Linked DNA regions of Sus scrofa: all the other regions are linked to region 1. Evidence: chromatin contacts called from public HiChIP or PLAC-seq and promoter capture Hi-C data. All regions are on one chromosome and are shown on one strand. Each heading gives the region's core, a stretch centred on a gene start, on an enhancer-like site or on the middle of the called end of the contact. The rest is flanking DNA. Distances are from core to core; before and after follow the strand shown.

Region 1 (3,995 bases), core at 549-3,048:
GTGTGTGTGTTGGATGGGAAGAGGAGGCAGCAGAAGAGGAAGCATTTTCCCAGAATTATGAATTAGCAACTTTGGATCCTTATCCAGGCTGACCCTCAACCAACTTAGTAATTCTGAATAAATCTCTTAAACTTCAAATTCCTCACCAGTACAATGAGATTCTAAGAGGCAGGTGATGTCTGATATGCTACTAAAGTTCCATGTGACAAGCTAACATTCCATGGGTATCCTTAAGAACAACAAAACAAAATCCAATTAAGCCTTAAGTCCACAGCAAGTATCCCTAAATAATGGTTAAGACTGACACTTGGGAATGGCTGTCTTCATCCTCCAGAGGATGGATGGTGGCTACTAGTAGGGAGTTTTGAAGTTGCAACTGTAATAGAAGGGCTCTCCCCTCACTTTGTCATCACCTGGTATTGAGAAAAGGAAGAGGAAGTGGGTAAGAGTACAGGATTTGGAAGCCGCACCTCCTCCAGTTCCTCTGACTTGAACTCTAGTTAATCATGTACAAACTGAATTCAGCTAACATTAGATGGTACTTAGCACTTGCTGGCATCTATCAGGCCTTGAATTTGTGTCCTCCCAGAAGTAAGAGTCTGTTCTTTGAGATCATAAGAGGAACTGTTATGCTCTGAGAAGAATAGATGATATATAGAACTAACTACAAACGCTTAGGTCTTAGTGAATTCAGTACATAGTGTGTCACAGAGTTTAAAAAGTGGAAGTTATCTTTTCATATATATGTTTAATTATTCTGAGAACCTGCCTGGTGGTCACATACCTGTGGACTTAGGATGAAATAGGAAAAACTCAAAAGAAGACACTAAACACTACATACGACAGCTTGTAGAAATCAAGACAGGGAATCTCTCTTCTTAATATGTTTGTGGTCAAGCAAACATATCAATCCTTATTATCTTTCTCGCCCACCCAAAAGTTCTTACACGTATGCTTCAAAGCCTTTTGTGGTAGTTCAAGACTGCCTAGAAACATACAGGGCCCCGTGCAAACTTCTCTTGTTCAGTAAATTGTGGCCTCCAAATATATAATACTCGTTTCACTCACTCCATCCTCCCTTCATCTGTCCTATAAGCTTTTAGTGTATTCCATGCATCCCTTTTCCTCCCCCAACCAAAACAGTGTCAGGGAATTGCCTAAGGGAATCGCTTAGTACATTTACCGAGAGAGAGAGAGAGAGAGAGAGAGAGAGAGAGAGAGAGAGAGGAGAGAGAGAGAGAAAGAGAGAGAGAGAGAGAGAGAGAGAGAGAGAGAGAGAGAGAGAGAGAGAGAGAGAGAGAGAGAGAGAGAGAGATACAGCCCATAAATCGGGCACTTTAAAGGCTTTGCCTTTAATCGCCGTTTAAGGCTTAAAGCCGCCAGGAGAGCAAGAGCTTTTCTGTGAGGAGTGCCCACCTTCATCCCCAGGTTGCAGTTTCCCATGAATAAAGGAAGGCATCACCTCATAACTTCCAAGATTCCACCGGCACGTCTCTACGTTGGCAGATATTTCCTTTAAGACGCGAAACACTTCCCAGCACCTCAACTGCGCGAGAGCTCCTGAGGTTTTCATATTGCCAGGGCGACGCTCCCGGCATTTTTACTTCCCCAGGCACAAGCCCGCCTAATAGCGCCAAAGCTAGCTCTTCACTGGCCCGAAAATGTGCTCATCTTCTCAGAAAGCCAATCAGAACCTCACTTTCTACTCCGGGGATTTGGGAAACGGAAAAGACCTCGACCTGTTCCTGGGGAGTAAGGCGGGTCCATGAATGAGTGACAGCTTGATCTTCCAATAGTCAGAGCCCTAGGACCTGCCCCTTCTGGCTCCTGAGCTAGAAAAGAGAGTCGATGCCGGCAGCAGAGATGAGTCCTTGGAGGCACTGGCTGCGAGTAGGTTCGGAGAAGCGGTTGCTACCAGTGGCTTTTTTGCGGGTGAGTGGTTTTGTTTTGGAATATTGCCATTGCGAACGTTTCCATTTCTCAGTGATGTGGTGGTTTATTTTGGCGCGCGGGCCAGTTCCTTTCCCCCGCGGGTTGTCTTTGGTGGGAGTCTGGCACTCGCGCGTCCACCCCTCAGGCTCCGACCCTCACTCATCCCCCAGGTCCTTCTCAGCTGTCTCCTTCTCAGAAGAAGCCTCTCTGAGGGGGTCGTAGATCTGACAGCCGAAAAGAGGATTCCGCCTTGGTAGTGGTGTCCTGACGGCAAGAATAAATAGGAGTTGAAGGGAGTGATGAACTCAGTCCCCCTGGCCATCGGAGGCACCGGGTGGCAGAGCCCCGTCTATAGTAAGGCTCCTGGAAGGGAGCTCGGTGTGTTTTCAGGGCCATGCCACTAAATTTAGGGCGATGGTGGAGCTGGCCCTAAAAGTCCCAGTAGATAGAAAAACTTGAATGTCATGAAAGGAGAAAGTTGAGTATCTGCAATGGTTTCATGGAGGGTTCAAATCTGGAGCTCGATCACAGGTTCTTGGAAGCACCACAAATGAAAAAGTAAGTGTATTTCTTCTCCTTTCAGAAGGATGGGGGCCCTCTTACTGGAGAAGGACAGAAGTGCGTAATGGAAGTAAAGTTCACAGTTAAATTTTGAAGGATAATTGGTTATTAGCTAACTTATTATAACTCTCACTCCCCTCCCACCTCCCTTCCAAATTATGGAAGGTTTCTAGCTTGTCAGTGGTACCAGAATGTTAACTGACCCAGTGCACACTTTTGGGGGAAAAATATCATATCAAGTGCTATCTTTCACCAGCAGCTTCTAAGGTTTCTATAATGAAAGCAGAACACATGTCAGTTTGTTTTTTATTGCAAAACTGTGTCCCCCGAGGCCAGGAGACTAGGTTTGATCCATCTTGTATTTTTGTAGCATCTCACACCCCATAGATGCTATTCAATTGTGGTAGACTTTCAAACAAATGGTGTCATGGAGGAGGCTCCAGTTGGTGGTCAAGACACCTGGGTTTTAGTCTTGGAGCTATTTGTGTGATCTTAAACAAATTCTTTCCATTCTCTGGCTCTTAACTTTTGCATCTTTAAAAAGTAGATGTTGCATTAGATTATTTCCGAGGTCTGTGCCTGTGTTCAAAGTCTGTTTTAAGCTCAAGATCCTTAGACATTTTCCACCACAAGTACATCAGCAAAATCTCATAGCCGTAAATTCCTAACCAATCTGTTAGCAAATAAAAGTTCCCAGCTACGATATGTTCTTTTGTGTCCATATTTAAACCAAACCATGCAGATCATTGTAAATTTGACCATTATCCAGAATGACCATTGTACTGAAGTATAATGTGGCAGTAAATGTTCTCCTTTATTCCATCACTCGGAGGCAACTAATGCTGGTGTTTGGGTAGATCTTTCAGTCTCTCTTCCTCTTTTGCCTTCTACAGTTGGTTGAGATTAAGTGGCACATTTCATTTTAAGTAATGACATCTAAATTCAGCCATGCCTTCATTTTGGCGTGTCTGGTGCCTAGAGAACAGAGAACACACCAGCATTTGAACTGGTAGTTCACTTGAACATCCTTGGGATGAAATCCAGTGTGAAGGGATATTTATATGGAAATAGGACTAAAAATGTCCCTTAATAACAGAACTCTTTAGCTGGAAAAAAAGCATAGTTTATAGAAGGTAAACCTTAGCCATTTCACTAAAGCATTTGGATTATAGGATATCACTTAGTATCTGGTATGCTTCTAGGATTGTATCTTACCATCCACACCTCTGCCCTGAAACCCCCAACATTTGATTGCATTCATCCTTCCATTACTTAATTTAATGTTTTCTTCTTACCCTCACCCTCGTTTTATTTACTCCCAGCTTTTGCTTCTGCTTGTAGCATCAGCAAAGCAGGAGCACTCTCAAGGGCCCCAAGTCTGGGTTAGTCTTCATGTGTTAGTCAGTCTGCTCCATTGAACACAGAATATGTCTCAGTCTTTGGTAGAACGCTTCACCATTGTCTCATTTAGTCTTCCCTGTAACCCCTTGAGAACCATAATT
Region 2 (3,995 bases), core at 1,015-3,514, 770 kb after region 1:
CAGCTGACACTTGATAAAACAGACCATTTATCATAATCAAGTGAATATAATGCCAAATGTAAGATTCCTCAAGTATTACAGATAAAATTGTAAAAATCACATTAATACAGTAATGCCCAAAAGTGATTAAAAAGGCAGCTATATGTATTTACATTTATACTTGAGGTATTATTACTTTCGCAAATAAGAGGTATATTGCTGCATGAGATTACTACTATGACTTTTAATATTTTTACATATATCTTAAGAACACAATGTTTATGTTTAAACTTGAGCTGTACATATCTGATCTATGTAATTCTGTTTGCTGTTCTGATAATTCTTTATTTCACAGCAGTCTGATTATAGCAAAAGCTCCCTCTTCCCATTATGCCATTAATCAGTACATCTCAATTTAGCTTTCACCAAAACAGACATCATAAGCCATTCTTGACTTCTAGTTTTCTGCTTTTTAATATAAATACTAATGACAATGAATGCCACCAAATGCACATATGTGCAGAGTTTGCCATTTCTTTTTCCAGTCTCCTTCTTTTCTATGGAAAAAATGAGCGATTTAGTTTTGAAAATCAATTTTTCTTTTGCATACACACCTAGTGGTTTTCAAGAGAAGATAATTTACTCAGATACCTACCGTCCTAGAAATATTAAAAGAAAGAACTTTCCAAATCCAAAAATATTAGGTAGATCTGATATAATCTGGAGAGGAAATTTCCACTCAAACTATAAATAAAATGTCATCAATTAAGCTGCACATCAATAAAACTCACTGAGCCAATAATCAATTCTCAATTTGGAAGGGTTCTGTAGCCCACATAAAACCTGCATATAATCAAACTACCACTGTTAATTTGCTTGCGGAGTTCACAGATAAATTTGGTTGTGTGCCAGATTTATCTTATTTTGAAATGCCTAGGCTAATATTTGTTGGTGTAATCAGAGCCCACATTAAGTGTCCTGGGGAGAGGCAATTCAGAAGAACGCTAGACAGCATGGAGAAACCGGTTCAAAATGAAAAGAGAAAGGAGGGGGAAAAAAGCCAAAAAGCAAAAACAAAAAGTCCCAACAGAGCGAATAATCCACAACCAGATCCCTGGAAACAAAACGAAGACGTTCCTCTCCGGGGCAGCCTGAATAAACGATCTTCACTCACAATGTTTAATAGTATCCTACCTCACTTCATTCACTTCCCAACTTCCTTGACTTCTCGGGGGCCAACACGGGGCATCCCTTTTTTTTTTTTTTTTTTTTTTTTTTTTTTTTTTTTCTGGAAGTGTATGTTGAAAGAATCTGTATAGCAAAGAGGGAAGGAACGGACAATACCCAAGAAAGCTGTGAAACAGGTGGGTTAGTACAAGCAGCAGCGTAATCTAGATACTTTAAGGGGCAGCTTTAAAATGACAGATGTGGTTAAAGGAAAGACTGCAAATCGGAAGAAGCTCTAAGGGTAGCAGGTAGGCTGGGGCTAAAAGCAAGCACGAGAGGGGGGCAAAGGCTAACTCCAGAGTGGTAGCAGGGAGCAAAAAACAAGCAGCAGCACGAGTGGGCAACGAGCAGTGGGATTAATGAGCAGCAGCAACACAGGTCAGAGTGGAAGTGATGGCTTTGGTCTTGGGAGACGGGGGCCACTGGGAAAGGACGTCAGAGGGGCGAAAGGGGGCTGGGAAAACAAGGAGTCCTGAGACCGAAGATTTCTTGCCCCTACAAAAATGTAGGGGAGAGCGTTGAAGACGAGCAGCCTCCTCGGCTGCCCAATTAAAGAGATTTTCGAAGCAGTCGGTGCTCGCCGCCGCGCTGCCTTCTGCCCCGCTCCCTTTTCCTGGTGGTAACTGCTGTGGCGTAGAGGGAAGAGGGAGGAAGAGGAGGAGGAGGAGGAAGACCAAGAAGGAGGAGGGTGAAGATGAGGCGGGGGGTGGGGAGAAAGGGGGGTGCGGCCTGCACAGTCCCAGCGAAGCCTCCGCTCTCTCGTAGCCGGTCAACCCCGGGTTTCCCCTAAGCCCAGCCCCGCATAGACTCACCCGCCTGCCTTGCCTCGCTTTTCCCTTAGCCGACTCCACGCGGTGCCGCGTCCTCACAAGAAACCACTGAACGAGTGTCGGGGAAAAAACTCTTCAGAACCGGGCCTGATTGCCTCAGCGAGTCCGACCTTTACGGCTGAGAGGGAGACTCTCAGCTTTCGGTGGGTTCCACAGCCAGACGGGCCACCATCTTACATTAGGGTAAGACTCCTCCGGCCTCCCGTGCGCAGGCGCACGCCGATCCGGCCAGGAGGGGCGGGGGAGGGGCGGGAGGAGCGGCCGGCGGCCGGTCCCGCAGCACCCTGGGAGTTGTAGTCCTCGGAGGGTAACCGCCCAGCTGCAAGCCGGGAATTGAAGTTCTCACTCGGAGGGCGGACCGGATCGCCTACCTCACGTGGTTGCCACACTACTGCCTTTCTCCGTGTTTTGCTTCCTTTTCGGCCCGGTGCTGCTTCTCTTGTCATTTGGTCGGCGGCCTTCGTTAGCGGTTCCGTTTCCTCGGTGTTGCTCAAATATGGGAAACCAGAACTCGCGGCGGGCGTAACCAATTTGGGGGAGCTGAGACCTTCTCTTTTCTGACCCCGCCTACCGTAGGTATTAAAGGAGGCAGGGTAGAGGCAGGTGGAAGGTAGGAGGGGCGCGGGATTTGATCTAGGGTGGGAATTGGATACTGAATTGGCATCTGCTTGTGGAAGGTGAATGTTAACTCGTTTCCCCTGTTTGTGCATTTTGGAGCCACCACCCTTGATCCGATCTTCACCATGAATCTCCAGTGAAAAGATACTCTAAATTATCCTGTATATACGTACAAGAGAACAGAAGACCCATGCGTTTACAAAAATGTGTTTCTGATTATATAAATTTGAGAACATTTTACGGATTTAGGTGCAAATTATTTTAAGTTCGATTTCCAGCTTGCACAGCTCTGCGCGCAGAGTTCACAAACCCTTCATACATCCATACATCCCAAGGAGTACAAGAATGCTCTCGCAATCCCAAAGAGCGCCGAGGAATTTTCAATCTCAAAAATCAATTTTCTGGTCCCTCCCACATGCCTCCTAGAATTCTGATGGAAGTGGCCGCTTGACGCAGTTGGTTTTGCTTGTTGCGTGAATTCTTCACCCATTCATGCAACAAATACTCAATGAGCTCCCCCTATGTGCCCAGCGCTGTTCTATACATGGGGAGGTGACAGCCAGCAAAATGACAAAATTCCTCTTCCAGGAATTCCTGTGTCTATTCTAGTGTGTGTGTGTTAAGGTGAAATAAAAGGGAAAGGAAGCAATTTTTAAGACATGATTAAAATGCATATTATACGGTAACTGATGAAAAAAATTGAACAGAAGGGGAATAGGGAAAGAGGTTGCAATTTTAAATCTGTAGACCTAATCTCATTGAGAAGACTTCATTTAATTTTTTAAAAATACGTTAGTTCTTTGTGTTTCAGTTTCTTCACTGTTAAGCCTGGAACCAGTTATTTGGTGGAAACTTAAATATATAATAAACTCACAATTTACCAAAAACTTGAAGTTGCGGAATCATGAACTCATAAGCTAGCAAGGAAACCTGGAAAGTCATTTGGATTTGCCACCTTTAGTTAACTATCTAAACATTCAATATAGGAGACATCTATTTTCTTAAATGTGTGCTTGTTCTTTTTTTGTTGGTTTTTTTCTCTTTTTTATTATTATTATTATTATTTTGGCTGCATTATTGTTATTATTCTTATTCTTCTTATTATTATTATTATTTTGGCTGCACTCGTGGCCAGGAACAGAACCTGTGCCACAGCAGTGACCTAAGCCACAGCAGTAATAACACAGGATCCTTAACCCACTGAGGCAAAAGGGAACTCTGTGTTTATTTGTTTTTTGGTTTTGGGGTTTGGGTTTTTTTTTTGTCTTTTGTCTTTTTAGGGCCACACCTGCGGCATGTGGAGGTTCCCAGGCTAGGGGTCCAATTGGAGCTACAGCTGCC
Region 3 (3,995 bases), core at 386-2,885, 510 kb after region 1:
TTGTATAATTCTTTCTACATGTCAAAGCACTTTCACATCCATTAAACCCTTAAAGCAGAAACCTCAGAAGGAGGTCCTTGGTGCTGAGTCATTGATGGGAGGTCCCAAGCCTTCAGGAGTTTTACTGGAGGTCAGGGGACAATGGGCACTGTCACCTGGGGACATGTCTTGGGAGTCACATATCTGTCCTTCTACAGTAGAAAGGCTCAGCCATGCTGACCCAGAAATACTGTTCCCATAAAGGAGCTTACTGTATTACCAGGCCCTCCTGGAGGCCAGAATCTGGCCCTGTGCAAAGGTGATGGCAGGCAAACACCTGCCTGAGATTGCATCCAAGGCTCCTCTTGACCACAGTGCTGGGAGCTCCTAACTGGAGTCAGAAATGTACCCCTCCATGGACCTCTGCCTTCCTCACCCCTCCCTCCAAGCCACTGTCCACACACCTCAGTTCAAAGCTGAGGGTCTTTTGTTCTGAAACTTACAAAATCATGCAAATTTCTCTCTAGCCCAAGACAGTCAACATTCCTTTTGCTAAATGCCACCCAAGGGCGTGTGATGAGCAAAAAACCAGAGAGAACCTCAGATGTTTAGATATTAGGCAGGTCACTGCCCTTCTCTGGCTTCCCCATCTATAAAAGGGGGAGAAAGTTCTTCACAAGGTCATCCACGAGGATTAGGAACACAGTGGAGGCGCAATACACAACCCATCACTCTCGTTATGTTTAGAGGATAAAAAGATGATCGCATATGAGACCCCTGCCCATTATCACATAAAATGGATGGGACCCGATGTTGATGCAAATAATCAGGAAACAATCTAAAATAAGGGAGAAAAGAGTTGCATTTGAGCCAAAGTGAGGACTATAACCCAGGGGATACAGATGCAAGAAGTACTTGCATTGTGTTTCATTGGACCACAAAATGGAAGAAGCTTATATAGGCAAACCCCACAAAATTGCATAAGTTTTTTGTCAAGAATTAGGCTCGGAGCTGGCAACAAGTAAGGGTGCTTTGCTAGGGCCTGGAATGGTTGTACAGTTACAAGGGAAGACCTTGAGCCCATTAGGCTGCAGCTGGCAGCTGCTACCAGATACTCTTGAAATCAGCTAGTGATGCCCTTGAGGTTGACATAGGTCAGAAAATTTGGGACTCAATGCAGGAATGTGTCTGAAACCACATCCACAATAGCCACCTGGCTCCGTTTTAGATGCCTGAACTGCAGTTCCTCCATTTTGATTTTTAAATGATCTTGAATATGTCATCCCCAACACTTGAGAAAAAGTGAAAAAGGCTGTTTGTCCAACCAGAAAGTTAGGGTCAAGGACACATAACATGGGTGGCCATCCTGGGTTGACATTAATGCAGGAATCTTAGAAGGCTTCCTGGTGGGACAGGTGTGGAGCTGGATCTGGGGGGAGGGGATGCCCTCAGACTGGTGGATTTCAGGGCAGGATCTATGCTTCTTGTCGTGGGGGGGGGGCTGTATTGGGGGCAGGATCTATGTTACTACGAGGGGAGTTTCTCTGGGCAGGATCTCTGGTACTAGGAAGGAGGGGTCAGGGTCAGAAGGTGATGGGGGCGGGGGGACTGTTGCCAGGGAGAACTTTGATTGTATCCAAAGCTGGTGAGAAGCCACCAGGCGGTCCCAGGGTTCATGAGCAGAGCCTTCTGCCTCACAGCTGTGGGGAAGGCTGACTGAAGTGGACCAGAGATCCTCATTTTCTTCAAGGAAATCAGGCTGAGGCAGGTAAGGAAGCCTTGTAACATCCCACCCCCCAGGACTGCATTTTTTCTGGGTGCAGATCTGCTTCCCAGTGGGCCGCATCCGGGGAGGCAGATGTGTTTGGTGGTGGTTGATGCGGGTGAAGGGTGATGAGATGAAAGGCCGGGCAGGTAAGTGTCTGGACCTCTGGGTGTCCTCCCTGTGCAAAGGTAAGGCCTCCAAGACAGAGGTGCACAGACACCTGAATGCCCTCTGCTCCCACAGGGTCTCAGCACTGCTGAGCTAGTGATGGGAGGCAAGGATCAGGGCCAGTGAAGAGAAACCAGGGAGAGAGGAAGAGGGGAAAAAAGCAGCTTCTCAGGGACTCTCTGTGACCCTGAGAAAAAGCTGCCTGACAGCCAGAAGGGACAGAGCCTCAACCCAGGCAGAATTTTGTCTTAAAAGGAGTAAGTCACATTTACCTTGAAAAGAAGGAGAATTTGCTCCTACTGGGTGCTTTCCATGTAGCAGTTTCTTTCTACATAGCACACTGTTTAATTTAATGTTCTACCAAAGTCAGAAGTTGAACCTATTTGTCTGCTTTGGGTAGAACTCACAGTCACTGTGAAGCACATCCTGGATCAGAATCCAATCCCAGTGCCACCAGGCACAGGCTGCCGCGTCCAGGTGGTGTGACCTCTGGTTCACCCCTGCCCCAGAGTGCAGTAGCTTTTGCCCCAGGTCAGGGAACAACAAGGGACATCTGGCAAGGCTGCTGCTTCCTAGCCAAACTGAAGGTGTGGGATCGCGACTGTCATGTAACATTCAGGGGTGCAGGAATTCAAGCAAAAAATACCTAAGGACATGAGTCTATATTTGGGGGAAAATGAATTTTTTCCCTAAGGTGGAAGAATACTTGCTCTTGTCTCAAAGTGAGACTGTTTCCCTTTTCTTCTTGCTATTTTGATCCCACCTTTTATTTATTTATATTTTTGGCCCGTGCCATGGGGAAATTCCCCCGCCAGGGATCCAACCTGAGCCACGGCAGTGACAACACCAGATCCTTAACCCACTGAGCCACCAGAAAACTCCTGATTCCACCTTTTAAAGGCCTCTTCCGCGCAACCCTTCTTAGCCCCCCCCCCCCCCGCATTTCTTCTTCCCCAGTTTAAAACATCATTCCCCGGCCCCTCCTTTTATGCGCTTCTCTATTTCCTCACATCTTTCCCCCTGAGACAGGGAGCCTGTGCCCTGGACCCTTTATTGAACGTGTCTTCTCTGAGCCTCAGGATAACCCTGTAAGGCAGGTGTCAGAGCCCCGTGTGAGGGGTGAGGACCCTGGGGCTCCACATCGGATCACTGGACCCAGTCGGAGGCCGTCCATTTAGTGTTCGTGGGCACATACAGGCTGTGCGGGGCATCTGAGGTGACAGAGTCCCTGCCCCACTCAGCCTCCACTTGGAAAGGAGCCCCTGGGCAAGGTGAGAAGGTCAGCGCTGCCCCTCCTCCCCTCCTTTCTGTGTTGCCTTCAGACAACAAGTTACACTGTTTCTTCCACTGCCCAGTCCTCATTGGTCCGTCACCGCGCGCTCCCATTGGCTGTGGGCCCCGGGGACATGCCGCGATTGGTCCCCAGGGCCCACTGGGAAGCTGCTGGGTCTGTCTGGCCCCGGCAGAGCCCCGGTCCCCCCTCTGCTGGCGTGAGAGAGGCCGGTGACTGCTGTCAGGACGTCTGGTGTCCCTCACGTCCAGGGAGTGGGACGTCGAGTGGCCAGTGCCCGTCTCCCTCAGAGGGTGAGAGCCGACTGGACGCTGAGGAGACTGTGCCCGCTCACTTCGAGAAAGCTGTCCTTGGCCTTGTGGGTGTTTATGTACAGGCGAATTGAGTCAGGCCTGTGGATCCAAACAGGTGGCCATTTAGGTCTGGGTCTAAACTTGAACATGAGCGTGTGTACATGTCATTGTGATGCCCTACATATTTTCAAGAATAAATTTCGGAATTTTTTTTTAAATCATGATCTGATAAGCATAGGGAAGGAACTAAAAGGAAGCAGCTGGTGGACTGCAAGACATTATCCAGTGTCTTATATGCGTTTGCTTAGGGTCTGCTAATGAGACTGGATCACACTCTAATGTTTTATGGACTGATGCTTGAAAATGATTGCAGGTTACTCTGAACCTCAGAGATGGTGAGGTCATATTTTTTAAAGTCTAGCCTATGAAGTTTTTTTGTTTTTGTTTTTGCTTTTTAAAAAAACTTCACCTCTAAGCGAGCATTAAGTTGTGTTTTAAT

The links. Promoter capture Hi-C pulls out the DNA fragments that hold promoters and counts their contacts. HiChIP or PLAC-seq counts read pairs in DNA pulled down with a chosen protein or histone mark.
Region 2: a promoter capture Hi-C map of liver shows a contact between it and region 1, with 4 times the contacts expected there. The contact joins the promoter of CNOT4 here to the promoter of BPGM in region 1. A contact is called at or near these places in 1 of 5 promoter capture datasets (liver) and 1 of 47 Hi-C or Micro-C datasets (heart right ventricle).
Region 3: a contact with region 1 is called in an H3K27ac HiChIP or PLAC-seq map of alveolar macrophages. The contact joins the promoter of STRA8 here to the promoter of BPGM in region 1.

What each region holds. Positions count from the first base shown.
Region 1 is chr18:14,591,124-14,595,118 of Sscrofa11.1, reverse strand. BPGM (bisphosphoglycerate mutase) reads left to right here and starts at 1,798. Exons shown (of 3, transcript XM_021079176.1): 1 at 1,798-1,932. It also overlaps a transcript of AKR1B1 not described here.
Region 2 is chr18:13,819,842-13,823,836 of Sscrofa11.1, reverse strand. It overlaps CNOT4 (CCR4-NOT transcription complex subunit 4), which reads right to left and starts at 2,264. Exons shown (of 12, transcript XM_021078768.1): 1 at 2,019-2,264.
Region 3 is chr18:14,078,039-14,082,033 of Sscrofa11.1, reverse strand. It overlaps STRA8 (stimulated by retinoic acid 8), which reads left to right and starts at 1,635. Exons shown (of 11, transcript NM_001285970.1): 1 at 1,635-1,747.